Regions from separate parts of the Mus musculus genome. Here regions 1 and 2 are each linked to region 3. The links are chromatin contacts, called in public HiChIP or PLAC-seq maps. All regions are on one chromosome and are shown on one strand. Each heading gives the region's core, a stretch centred on a gene start, on an enhancer-like site or on the middle of the called end of the contact. The rest is flanking DNA. Distances are from core to core; before and after follow the strand shown.

Region 1 (3,569 bases), core at 328-2,827, 230 kb before region 3:
TACAGGTATGGCCAAGAGGTGGACCTAAAATTTTGAGTCTGATGTTAGTGGGAGGAAAAAGGGAAAGCAGAAACAATAGTTCACATTAACATCAAAAATTACTTTGGAAGCTTAAAGGGCTCCAGAGGGAAGACTTGGAGGGAAATAGAAGTGGGTTTCTTAGGGACCAGAGTCACCTGAAGCAATTCTCAGGTCAAGCAATCCTGAAAATGCTGTGGGGCCCCCACACATATCTCTTATGTCTGTCAAAGGCTCACACAAATTATAAGTGATATTTCCACCTGAATGCTGTATATTCAAAGAAAAGAAAGACATTTTCATACAGCTGTAAGACGAAAGCTCATGGGGCACTTTTGTCCTCATGGAGAGTTTTTGTTTCTCTGACAATAAAGTACTGTATCATGCTGCAATCAAGCTGAGACCCCATTTCTCAGTCTCAGAGTTGTGTGAGCTCACATGCAACCACACACTTCCATTAGCCAGTGACTGGTCACCAGAACTCTGAGGTCATCTACAAAACCATTGCACTGGGTAGAAAAGGTTAGCTTACTTATCTTCAGGACACAGACGAGCCTTTCATATGCTCACAGGATTGCCAATCCTTAATGAAACTACAAGCCCAAGAGAAGAGCTTTGTGAATCACATTTTAATTTCTGAGGAAAGGAAAAAATTTCCTGAGAGCTGCTTTGACTTCCTTGTTTCTCAAAGTATAGATCAGAGGGTTGAGCGTAGGGCTCAACATGGTATACAGCACACCAGCCAATTTGCTCTTCTCTGCATTATAGCTGGAGACAGGGCTTATGTAGGCATAGAAGACAGCGGTGTAATACATGCACACCACAATGAGGTGGGAAGAGCAGGTTGAGAAGGCTTTCTGCTTCCCTTCTGATGTCCGCATCTTCAGGATGCTGGAAATGATGAAGCCGTATGACACAATGGTCATCAGGAAGTTCAATATGCCATAAAAGGCATCAGCCAAGACAATCATGACACTGTTCACGTAGGTGGAGCTGCAGGAGAGAAGCAGCAGAGGAGGCACCTCACAGAAGAAATGTGTAATGACATTGGGCCCACAGAAGCTCAAGCGAGTCATCAGTCCTGTGTGAATGGCTGTGTTGAAAGCGCAGAGTGCCCACACTCCAGCAGCCAACATGCTACAGAATGCTTTGCTCATCATGGTGCTGTAATGCAGAGGGTGGCAGATGGCTGCATAACGGTCGTAGGCCATGACAGTGAGGAGGAGCAACTCTGAGGAAGCAGACCATGTAAGGAAATAGAGCTGGGCCATGCAGCCACCGTAGGAGATGGGGTTCCTCTTTGACACCAGACCCCTCAGGGCCTTGGGCATAATGGAGGAGGTACAGATGATGTCCATAGTAGCCAAATTAAACAAGAAAAAATACATGGGGGTGTGGAGCCCAGGGTTGCAGGTGATAGCCAAGATGATAAGGACATTACCTGTGAGGGCCACACAGTAAAGGGAGAGGAAACAGAAAAACAAGGGCAGCTGGTACTGTGGGTGCTCAGAGAAGCCCTGAAGGATGAACTCTGTTACCAGTGTCTGGTTTCTCATCATCCTTGACTGAGGATATCAGAGACTAGTAGATGATTATGGAACCACATTTTCATAAGCTTTCAGGGCTAAAAAGAGAGAGAGAGAAGAAGAAGAAGAAGTGACAGGCTTCTTAAGAAAGCTGGTTGCCACGTTTCCTTCTCTGACAACATGGCGTGAAGGAGTGATACCATACAGCTTTATTGGGCTACACTAAGACAAACACTCCACTGCTACATAAACAAAGAATGCAAGCACTCAGTTCACAAAAAATAAGTGCCAGTCACCAATTATGCTCATTAATTCTCAGTCAATCTCAAAGAAATGCAAACTAAATTAAAGATCTACTCTGTCATCCATGACATGATCAACCCAGGATGTTGATTGATTTAGTATTCACAAGGAAGAGGGAGCTTGAGGAAAAATGTCCGAAGTTGTTCCCTGGCCTCCAGATACATTTGGACACAGGCACATGAGGATCTGCACACAAAAATGCACCAGAACACATGAACACACACACGTAACTTTTCCATTTGAACAATACTTCATTTCTGGACATTTTTCTTGGGCAAATAACATTTAAAAATATTTTCTCAGGGCAAAATAATTTAGTACTGGAAATTACAGAGCTACCTGTTCTCTTTACAATGAATTTTTCACTATATATCAATGTAGTAAATGTATCACATTTTCTGTATCCATTCATCTGATGAGGGACATCTGAGTTCTTTCCAACCTCTGGCTATTATAAATAAGGCTGCTATGAACATAGTGGAGCATGTGTCCTTATTACCGGTTGGAACATCTTCTGGATATATGCCCAGGAGAGGTATTGCTGGATCCTCCGGTAGTATTATGTCCAGTTTTCTGAGGAACCTCCAGACTGATTTCCAGAGTGGTTGCACCAGCTTGCAATCCCACCAACAATGGAGGAGTGTTCCTCTTTCTCCACATCCTCACCAGCATCTGCTGTCACCTGAATTTTTGATCCTAACCATTCTGACTGGTGTGAGGTGGAATCTCAGGGTTGTTTTGATTTGCATTTCCCTGATGATTAAGGATGTTGAACATTTTTTCAAGTGCTTCTCAGCCCTTCGGTATTCCTCAGTTGAGAATTCTTTGTTTAGCTCTGTACCCCATTTTTAATGGGGTTATTTGAATTTCTGGAGTTCAGCTTCTTGAGTTCTTTGTATATATTGGATATTAGTTCCCTATCAGACTTAGGATTGGTAAAAATTCTTTCCCAATCTGTTGGTGGCCTTTTTGTCTTATTGACAGTATCTTTTGCCCTACAGAAGCTTTGCAATTTTATGAGGTCCCATTTGTCAATTCTTGATCTTACAGCACAGGCCATTGCTGTTCTGTTTAGGAATTTTTCCCCTGTGCCCATATCTTCAATACTTTCAAAAAGATGACAGCTTCTTACTGATTCTTTTTAAGTACAGTGAAGATGTAAAAGCAATACACACAATTATTAAGATTTAAAGCACAAAAAAAAAATAATAAAGGGGCATTGGTTTATCTGGAGATAAAATGACCTGTGCATAATAGGTCAAGATGGTTTTCATTTCATTGCTTTTGCTAATGTGCCTTCTAATTTTTCTCTAAAGTAGATTTTCTGAAAGGCAGGTGAATCAGGTAAGCTCCTTCTAATAATTCAATGACTCCTCAAAGCTGACAGCACAAATGCTCCCATACAGTACTTCTGGAAACTTCCTCTTCAGTAGACTCTTCTGTCCTGTCTGAACTCTTAAAGCCACAGACAATCACAGCCACAGCTACAACCACTGTCACAGCCACAGTCATAGCCATAAATGCAGCCACAGCCAGCTCTCTGCAAAGGCACTAGGTCACATTCTGGGGCCGGGGAGGGCAGTTTTTACAACCTCCTCAGCTACAAGGGCCTCCTCCTCCTCAGAAGCCAAAAGGGTTGCCTGCTCCTCTTTCCAAACTTAACCTCCCTTGTGATGAGAAATGGTGAACCATTTTATGAACCTTCAGGATTGAATACTGATT
Region 2 (3,917 bases), core at 212-2,711, 140 kb after region 3:
TAGTTAGAAATTGGAAGAGCCCGCCTGATTGGTTATTTAATACCAAGTAGTTATCCCTGATATCATAGATAGCATAATAATACCATAAGTAGCATAATATAAGCAGGTTGTGTTTAGGAATAAAGTGTATGTAATATATATAGTATCAATAATTAACCATGAATTTGAGAGTAAAGGGGGGATATGTGGGAGGGATTAGAGGGAGGAAATGATATATTATACTAATATTATAATAAAAAACCGTTATAAGTAAATTTTGAAAATACAAGAGAGTTTTTTTTTCTAGTTTTATTCATAATGGAATAACACAGAAGAAAATCTAGCTAAGGTTTCAGAGAGCTTAGCTGTGAGGTGACGGTCATGAAGCACAATTGTTCCTATGGGTAAAGCCACTCTAAATTTCAGTTAGAAAGAAATGGTATATATGAAGATTGACACTGTAGGCCAAAAAGCCATTCTTCTAATATCTTGTTAGAATGCTGTCTGCACCCTGTGCTACGTGCTACAGTGTGATCACATAGTAAGTGCAGCAAGAATCTGTCCTTTACACTCTGCTGCTTTTATAAAATAGAAAGAAATCAAAGTTTCTGAGAACAAACTTAGAGGGACACGAAAAGGTCAATGCAAATCTTGGATCTTCTAAAGAAAAAAATTTGGAGTCATTGATCCTTGTTATTGAAGTTGAGAATTCACTATTTGTTTTAGAATTCTCTATTCTCTTTTCCCTTTTAGAGACAAAATTAAGAGATGTACTATTTTTATTAGGCTGTAGTTGGGTGCTCTTTGGGATTAACTACTATAATATATATATATTATATATTATTATATATATTATATACTATTATATTATAGTAGCTATACTATGTTATAGTAGTATATTCACTGCTATATTATATAATATATAAACAGTAAGTGTTTTGAGGGAGATATATGTGATAAGTTATTTCTTTGCCAGTGTAATGAGCCAGTTCAAGCCACATTATATTTTATTAAATTCAGGTTTATTGAGAAGTTTCTCAGGTTGTCCAGTTTACTGGCCCCAAGGACTGATCCAGGAAAGTCCAGGGGGAGAAGTGGGGAAAGGGAAGAGAAAGAGAGAAATGGCACCACACAGAGAGAGGGAGAAGGAGATGTGGGGTGTGGGAGGGACCCAAACTATCTGGATTATAGGGAAGAGCTGCTGGGGAAAAGACAGCCCCAGCCCATGGGCTGGGAAGTTCAGGGTTGGGGGCAGGGTATGCCAGGTAGGGACTGAGGAATGCTGGGAGAACCTGGAGGCCAGGTCGGCTTTGATATGTAAAATATGCACCCCAGTCTCTTGTCCCAGGGTTCAAAGCCAAACAGTACCTGTTAAAGAAATTGCTAGAATAGTATCAGTTAACCAATAAACTAATCTAGTAAACCAGTGTTTTGTGCAGGGAAAAAGTAGAAAGGGTGATTCCTGTTGCTGTCCACTAGGTGGGGTCCTAGGCCAGTACAGGAGGAGATGAGAAATAGGGAATGAGATTTAGGAATGAAGCATATGCTCTTGTAAATTGAATTGACTTGATTACTATAGCTGTGGAACAAATAGTAGAAGATGTAGAGTTTGACAATTGAAATGGGAAAAGGTAAGGAATTTTAAGCAATAAGATTTGCTTAGAAACCTTAAGGAAGTACTATTTATTTTCTCAATTAACATTGGAAAAATGCTGTGTAGTTTTTATAAACTCTAGCAAAGATCTTTATATTCTGTATATTTAATATTGTTTGGATTGTTGATACCTACAAGGGAATGTTTTATAGACAGTTAATAATACCGACTAGAAAAGTGGCCATAAATTAAAAATGAAAACATAATTTTGGTCTCTTACAACTGATCACCAAGTTAAGTAACTTTGGGATTGTTAGTCTTTAGCCCTTAGAGCTGGAGTGTGTAGTTACATCCTTTGTAGACAAATTTAAAATAATGTAATGTGAATGTGGTGAGGTCAGGGAGTTGGCTTAGTGGGCAGAAGCACTTGGCTGTACAAGCCAGACAACTTGAATTCAGATTCCAGAACCCACACAGAAAGCCAGTTGTGGTAGGGCACATGTGTAATTGCAGTGTTACTGTGGTGAGTCAGGAAATCACTGAGAGGCTTGCTGTTCAGTGTGTCCATGGTGGTCCCAGAAGACTTTGTTTATAGAGCTAGAGAGATGACTCAGCAGGTAGGAGCACTTGCTTTTTGCAGGGGACTCAGGTTTCCAGCACCCACTTCATAGGTCACAACCACCTGTCACTCCAGTTCCAGGAAATCTAACTCCATCTTCTGTCCTTCAAGAGCACAATACAAGTGAGTTACACAGAAATACATGCAGTCAGAATAGTCATACATAAAATCAAAATAAATCAATCCTTTTTTTAAAAAAGTCAATCTTTAATGTGGTTGTTTGATTGGAAGTAAAAGAAGGTGTTACTGACGTTGATAAATGAAAGACATGACAGTGGATATCAATGAAACCTAAAGAATCTTTAGGATATACCTGAGAAACTTACATTCCAATACATTGGAAAATATGAAAGAAATGAGTGAATTGCGCAAAGTTTAACATCATAGGTAGATTTGTTATATGTTTGTCTTTCAAATCTGAATCATATTTCTTATGTTCAGAAACAGCAAGGTTTTTTTTTTAAAGATTTATTTATTATTATACATAAGTACACTGTAGCTGACTTCACACGCACCAGAAGAGGGCATCAAATCTCATTACGGATGGTTGTGAGCCACCATGTGGTTGTTGGGATTTGAACTCAGGACCTTCAGAAGAGCAGTCAGTGCTCTTACCTGCTGAGCCATCTCACCAGCCCCAGAAACAGCAAGTTTTAGGATGAAGATTAATATAAAGCAAATTGGAGTCCATTCTTTAAGTTTTGAGCCATTCGTAGTAGTGCTTGCTTATAATCAATCCCAGCTCTGGGGAGGCTAGGCAAGAGGATCCAAGTTGGAAGTTGGCTCAGCTTCTATAGAGAGACCTTGCATGAAAACAAACAAAAAATTAAATTTAACCTATTATCCTTTATCTTAAAAAGTAGTCCTAGCCCGGTGTGGTGGCGCACGCCTTTAGTCCCAGCACTTGGGAGGCAGAAGCAGGTGTATTTCTGAGTTCGAGGCCAGCCTGGTCTACAAAGTGAGTTCCAGGACAGCCAGGGCTATACAGAGAAACCCTGTCTCAGTGGAAAAAAAAAAAAAAAAAAAAGTCCTATGCTTTAGGGTAAAGGGAACTCTAAAGGAATTTAACATGAATGTGGTTTCTGTTCACAGGGCCTTGGTCCTTTGTCATAACCTTGAGTTTTAAAAGCTAGAAGGAAAACTAGCTTCCCAAGGAGATCACCATTCTTATTATCTAGAACACTGGCAAGGCCTCACTTTAAAGAGACAAACAATGCTCAGACATTAAATATAAGACAATCTCTAGAATAAATTGTTTTCATTAGTGATCACAGCATAACTTTCTTAAGAAAAACAGGCAGCTTTGGCAAGTTGGCACAGAAGTGAACTTAGCAAAGTGTGTATTTCAGAAATTGACAAATATGTGTTAAAATTTTACTTGGTTGTTACATCAGCATGACCTTTGATCTCACTGGTCAATTTAAGCAGATAAGATTTCACTTTTGAACCTTGACATTTAAAAAGTCATAATTACTACACATTTTACATTAATGTATGCCTCTTGCTTTGTGTATAGGTAAGACTTTGAAAATATCTCTATAGTCTCCTGTCTCTGCCCACCCCCAGTCTCTCCAGAAGAGTGCTGGCATCCACCACATCTAGCCTCATGTGGGTTGTGAGGTTTGCAGCAGAGGCTTAAGTCTGCTGAGACATCTCCCTAGCTATAGAGTTACTTTTAATACTATAATTAAAATTTGAGTAGTGATGTTGTATATGCTTATGTTT
Region 3 (3,836 bases), core at 1,121-3,620:
TCACTTACCCGCACTCCCCCAGCAATGCCTGCGCTCCTTGTACCTCTACTCATAGCTTACTCATAGTCTTAGAGCTCCCGCTTTGTCCTACTCAGGCCAACTCCTCCCAGGCTTCCTGAGAAGCTACCAATCGGCTTTCAAAGCTCAGCTCCGCGGAGAGGGGCACACTTCAAAGAGAATGCCTGCTTATAATGCAAAGCCTGCCTAGTAACCAGACACCTCTCCCCAGAGCCGCGGCTCCAATACCAAGGATCCCACAACATCTTTCATGCTTACTATCTTTTCCACCCATGATACCCATCAAAACTGGACTGTTTCTGTGTCTGTCACCCGTGCTGGTAAACTACAAGCGTTGTAAGGGAGGGACAATGTCTCTATCACTCACTTCAGCCGTCTGCACACATTAGCGTGCATTAAAGGTTGTTCAATGAAATTCAATTCAAAACAACTCCCTTTCTCCACTAATCCTTAGATTAGAGAAAATTAACAGTCAACTATATAGTCATAGAAATGGCACAGTGATTATACTGTGGAGGGATACTGGTTTCCTCTGGAGTCACATTCTGATTCACTACGCCAGAATTCTTATAAATCATGATGAACACGTATACACAGATACTTCTACTGTAGAGGGGAGTTTTCATAGTTCTAATATAAAACATTCTTAGGAAGCTTGAATTATGCAGATAGCTAACGCTCCTTTAAAAAAAAAAAAACGGCATCACAGGAAGAAACATTGTTGCTAAGAGCACAGTTGTTCTGAGTGGAGTTGCACAACATATGAACTAATGAGAAACAAACAACAGCAGCAACACAAGGACTGTGCTCCCAGTACTGTGGGTCAGAGCTGCAAGAGTACACTACGCAACAGTGGTACTGTTTGTATTTCACTACTCACTCTTACATCACTCATGGTAAATGTGAAGCCAGGTGATAGGGTATTTCCTAGCACATATTAGGCCCTGGGCTCAATCTGCAATTTCACAAAAACAAAACAAAACAACAGCATTATAAGAAGAAAAAGAAAAAAAAAACAGCATTATAGTGAAATACGCATAGGCAACATGTAATCCTTCAATGCACAGATCTGAAATGAGACTAACGTGCCTATAAGTAGAAGAAAATCAGCACAGCAGTAGGTGCATCATCAGTGGTACAAGAACTCCCAAATGAAGTTTGGTCCCAGTTAGTGGCATAATTTCCAATACACAAAAAGAACCGAGGGTGGTGACCATATCTGAAAGCAATTGTGTTGCATACTTTTTTGTTTGGTTGGTTGGTTGGGTTTTTGTTTTTGTTTTTTTCGAGACAGGGTTTCTCTGTATAGCCCTGGCTGTCCAGCCCTGGCTGTCCTGGAACTCACTTTGTAGACCAGGCTGGCCTCGAACTCAGAAATCCGCCTGCCTCTGCCTCCCGAGTGCTGGGATTAAAGGTGTGCGCCACCACGCCCGGCTGTGTCATACTTCTCAGCAAAGGAAATTAATGTAACAAGACAAAAGGTTGTGCTGGCCGGCTAAACCACAGCAGAATATTACATGGCCTAGTGGAAGCTCAAGTGGGCCAATGACCTAGCGTACTAAAACTGGGTCCATTGAGGCCTGCAAGCATCCTCAAAGTGGCCCGTGGTATGCATGAATGAGCACTGGAAAACCAATTGACAATAAAAACGTATAGTGATGTTTAATAATATAAGTAAATAAAACGATGATTAAATTGCTAATTTATCTTGAAAACTGTTAGAGAAAAATCAAAGTGAATTTCCAACATTTCTTTCATCTTTTGAAATGTCTAAAACCAACCAACAAAAGCGGCAATAACTGCACTCAAGGGGTAATTTCAGTACCTTGGCCTTTGCTTCCTTCTCGTCCACAGGAACTTAGTCACACGACGAGTTAGTTTTTAATTTTTCCCCCCAACATAAATATACCCACAATATGTTGCAGCCTTTTAAAAAGGTGACTCTTGTCCTTTTACAGATGTGTGAAAATCGAGCTACAGATTAGAACCACACTCTGGCCTAGGAGCGATGCACAAGTGCGGGGGTGCTGCCCTGGGGCCACAACCAGCAGGGACCACACTCAGACCCAAAGTCGGGTCAGCAGCACCCCGAGCCACGGGTACGACCAATTTGTCCGTGAGTCCGTAGGCAGAGAAGCACGGGTGTGACCAGGCTGCAGCTGAGGCGGGCGCACCGGGGCAGCGAAGACGCAGCAGGCCCTTCCACCACCCGCCCTCCCTCCGGGCCGCGCCGCGCCCCGCCCCGCCGCGCCCCTCACCCGCTCGCCCTCCGGTGGTCGCGTCCGCCCGCTCGCTCGCTCGCCTGCCCGCAGGCGGATAGGAGTTCGCGCGCCCGAGACGCCGGCCTACGCTGGCCCGCGAAGCTCCGGTCCCGCCCTTTGTGACACCGCTCACCAATCGCCGATCAGCGCTGCCGACGCCCTCCAATCAGCTCGCGAGGGGCGGGGCCTAGTCTTCCGCGGCTGGCGGTTGCTCGGACGCCGGGGTCGCACGGGCTTTCAGGAAGGGTTGTCGGTTAGAACTGGCCCGTATGTTGACTCTTTATAACTGGTTGCAGGACCCGTCTAGGGCAGGGTAGGAGACTGGAGACGGGGCACAGCGTCTGGGAAGAGCCGGCACCAGAGTGGCTGGGGCACTTCTAAGGTTCTTTGGGGATAGGAGGGTCTTTGGCATTTGTTATTTACTCATGGCCTAGGACACTTAAAAGGATGTCCATGCTAGTCACCCTTTTCTTGTACTCCACGTTCTCCTAACATTTCTGACTCAGTTGTGTCATCTGTAAAATGGGAACATTTCTATATGCCTTTTGCATTTGAGCAACTATTTGAAGATTATAGGTCAAACAGTCTCAACCTGAGCTCAGATCCCGTCCTACTTTTGCTGTGCACCGAGCTGAAGTGGGATATAAACTGACTGGCTTTCTGACTACACATGCCTTCCAACTAGGTTGGGCCCCTGCTGCTTCGGTTCCTTCATAGGAGGTTCAACTCAAGTGTTTTACCAGGAGGACTGCAGAGGACCATGAAAGCGCTCCCTCATAGTCAACTTGCAAAAGAACCCTGGCCCTGATCAGTCTTCTCCCACCCTCTCATTATCCTCCGAGACCTGAGCCACTAGTCTCCACAGTTTCAACTCCTCGGGACTGAGGTAGATGGTATGGTGAGGCCTTTTGTCAGCCTCTTGCTCTTAAACTCAGCCCATGACTGGGCTGATAACTTCCAACTCTATTGAGGCCAGAGCCATGATGGTAACATGAACAGAGCCTAGGAGGACAGTGCCTGCGCAGGACATCGTGATCACTCACAGCACTCACGTGCTCTAGCATCCAGTGGATGCGCTTAAATTTTATTTTTTTAGCTTAACATTTCATAACCTCATCAAACCATACATCACCAGTCATAACCTACCATTTTAAAGGGCAGACAAAAAGGTCTATTCTCAACAACAATCTTGCAATTTTAGTACTGAAACCATTTACAAAGGAGGAAACAAAAGCTATGAGAGGCAAATTTTTGCCTACAGATAAAAAATCCCATTTCCTGTCACTTCTGAATTCTGACTGGGGTAGCCAGATAATGTAGCCATGATGGAGGCTGTGTTCCAATAAAACTTTCTGCACATTATTAAGACAACAGAGGACCACAGTTCCCCTTACAAGATTGCAGACCCACTTTTTGGGAATTCAGTAGAAAGCTCTTCTCATGGGCTTAGAACCCATAAATGCATAACCTTTCACGTGCTAGACCATCACAGCACCCAGACCCACCGACAGAGCAAACCCTTCAGGTCTGGTGCCTGACCACTGCTCGATCTGCACT

Evidence for each region. HiChIP or PLAC-seq counts read pairs in DNA pulled down with a chosen protein or histone mark.
Region 1: a contact with region 3 is called in an H3K4me3 HiChIP or PLAC-seq map of bone marrow-derived macrophages, with 2.7 times the contacts expected there. The contact joins the promoter of Olfr211 here to the promoter of Zfand4 in region 3. A contact is called at or near these places in 5 of 39 promoter capture datasets (embryonic stem cells, hippocampal neurons, liver and 2 more), 1 of 115 datasets of contacts at active chromatin or transcription factors (bone marrow-derived macrophages) and 2 of 9 other capture datasets (embryonic stem cells and macrophages).
Region 2: a contact with region 3 is called in an H3K4me3 HiChIP or PLAC-seq map of bone marrow-derived macrophages, with 2.5 times the contacts expected there. The contact joins the enhancer-like site here to the promoter of Zfand4 in region 3. A contact is called at or near these places in 2 of 39 promoter capture datasets (liver and pre-B cells), 2 of 484 Hi-C or Micro-C datasets (the HL-1 cell line and peritoneal macrophages), 3 of 115 datasets of contacts at active chromatin or transcription factors (bone marrow-derived dendritic cells, bone marrow-derived macrophages and hepatocytes) and 3 of 9 other capture datasets (adipose tissue, liver and pancreatic islet).

What each region holds. Positions count from the first base shown.
Region 1 is chr6:116,491,619-116,495,187 of GRCm38.p6, reverse strand. Olfr211 (olfactory receptor 211) reads right to left here and starts at 1,577. Exons shown (of 1, transcript NM_146912.1): 1 at 648-1,577. The coding sequence starts at 1,577. The coding sequence ends at 648.
Region 2 is chr6:116,126,420-116,130,336 of GRCm38.p6, reverse strand. The region is part of intron 3 of Tmcc1 (transmembrane and coiled coil domains 1); the gene reads left to right. Among named protein-coding and RNA genes, the nearest start is that of Tmcc1, 65 kb to the left of the region's middle. Within about 2 kb of position 1,461, at least 20 of the 459 cell types and tissues checked have an H3K27ac peak or open chromatin away from gene starts, as enhancers often do. A contact at or near this core is called in bone marrow-derived macrophages, where this site is marked.
Region 3 is chr6:116,262,753-116,266,588 of GRCm38.p6, reverse strand. It overlaps Zfand4 (zinc finger, AN1-type domain 4), which reads right to left and starts at 2,370. Exons shown (of 10, transcript NM_001309446.1): 1 at 2,277-2,370.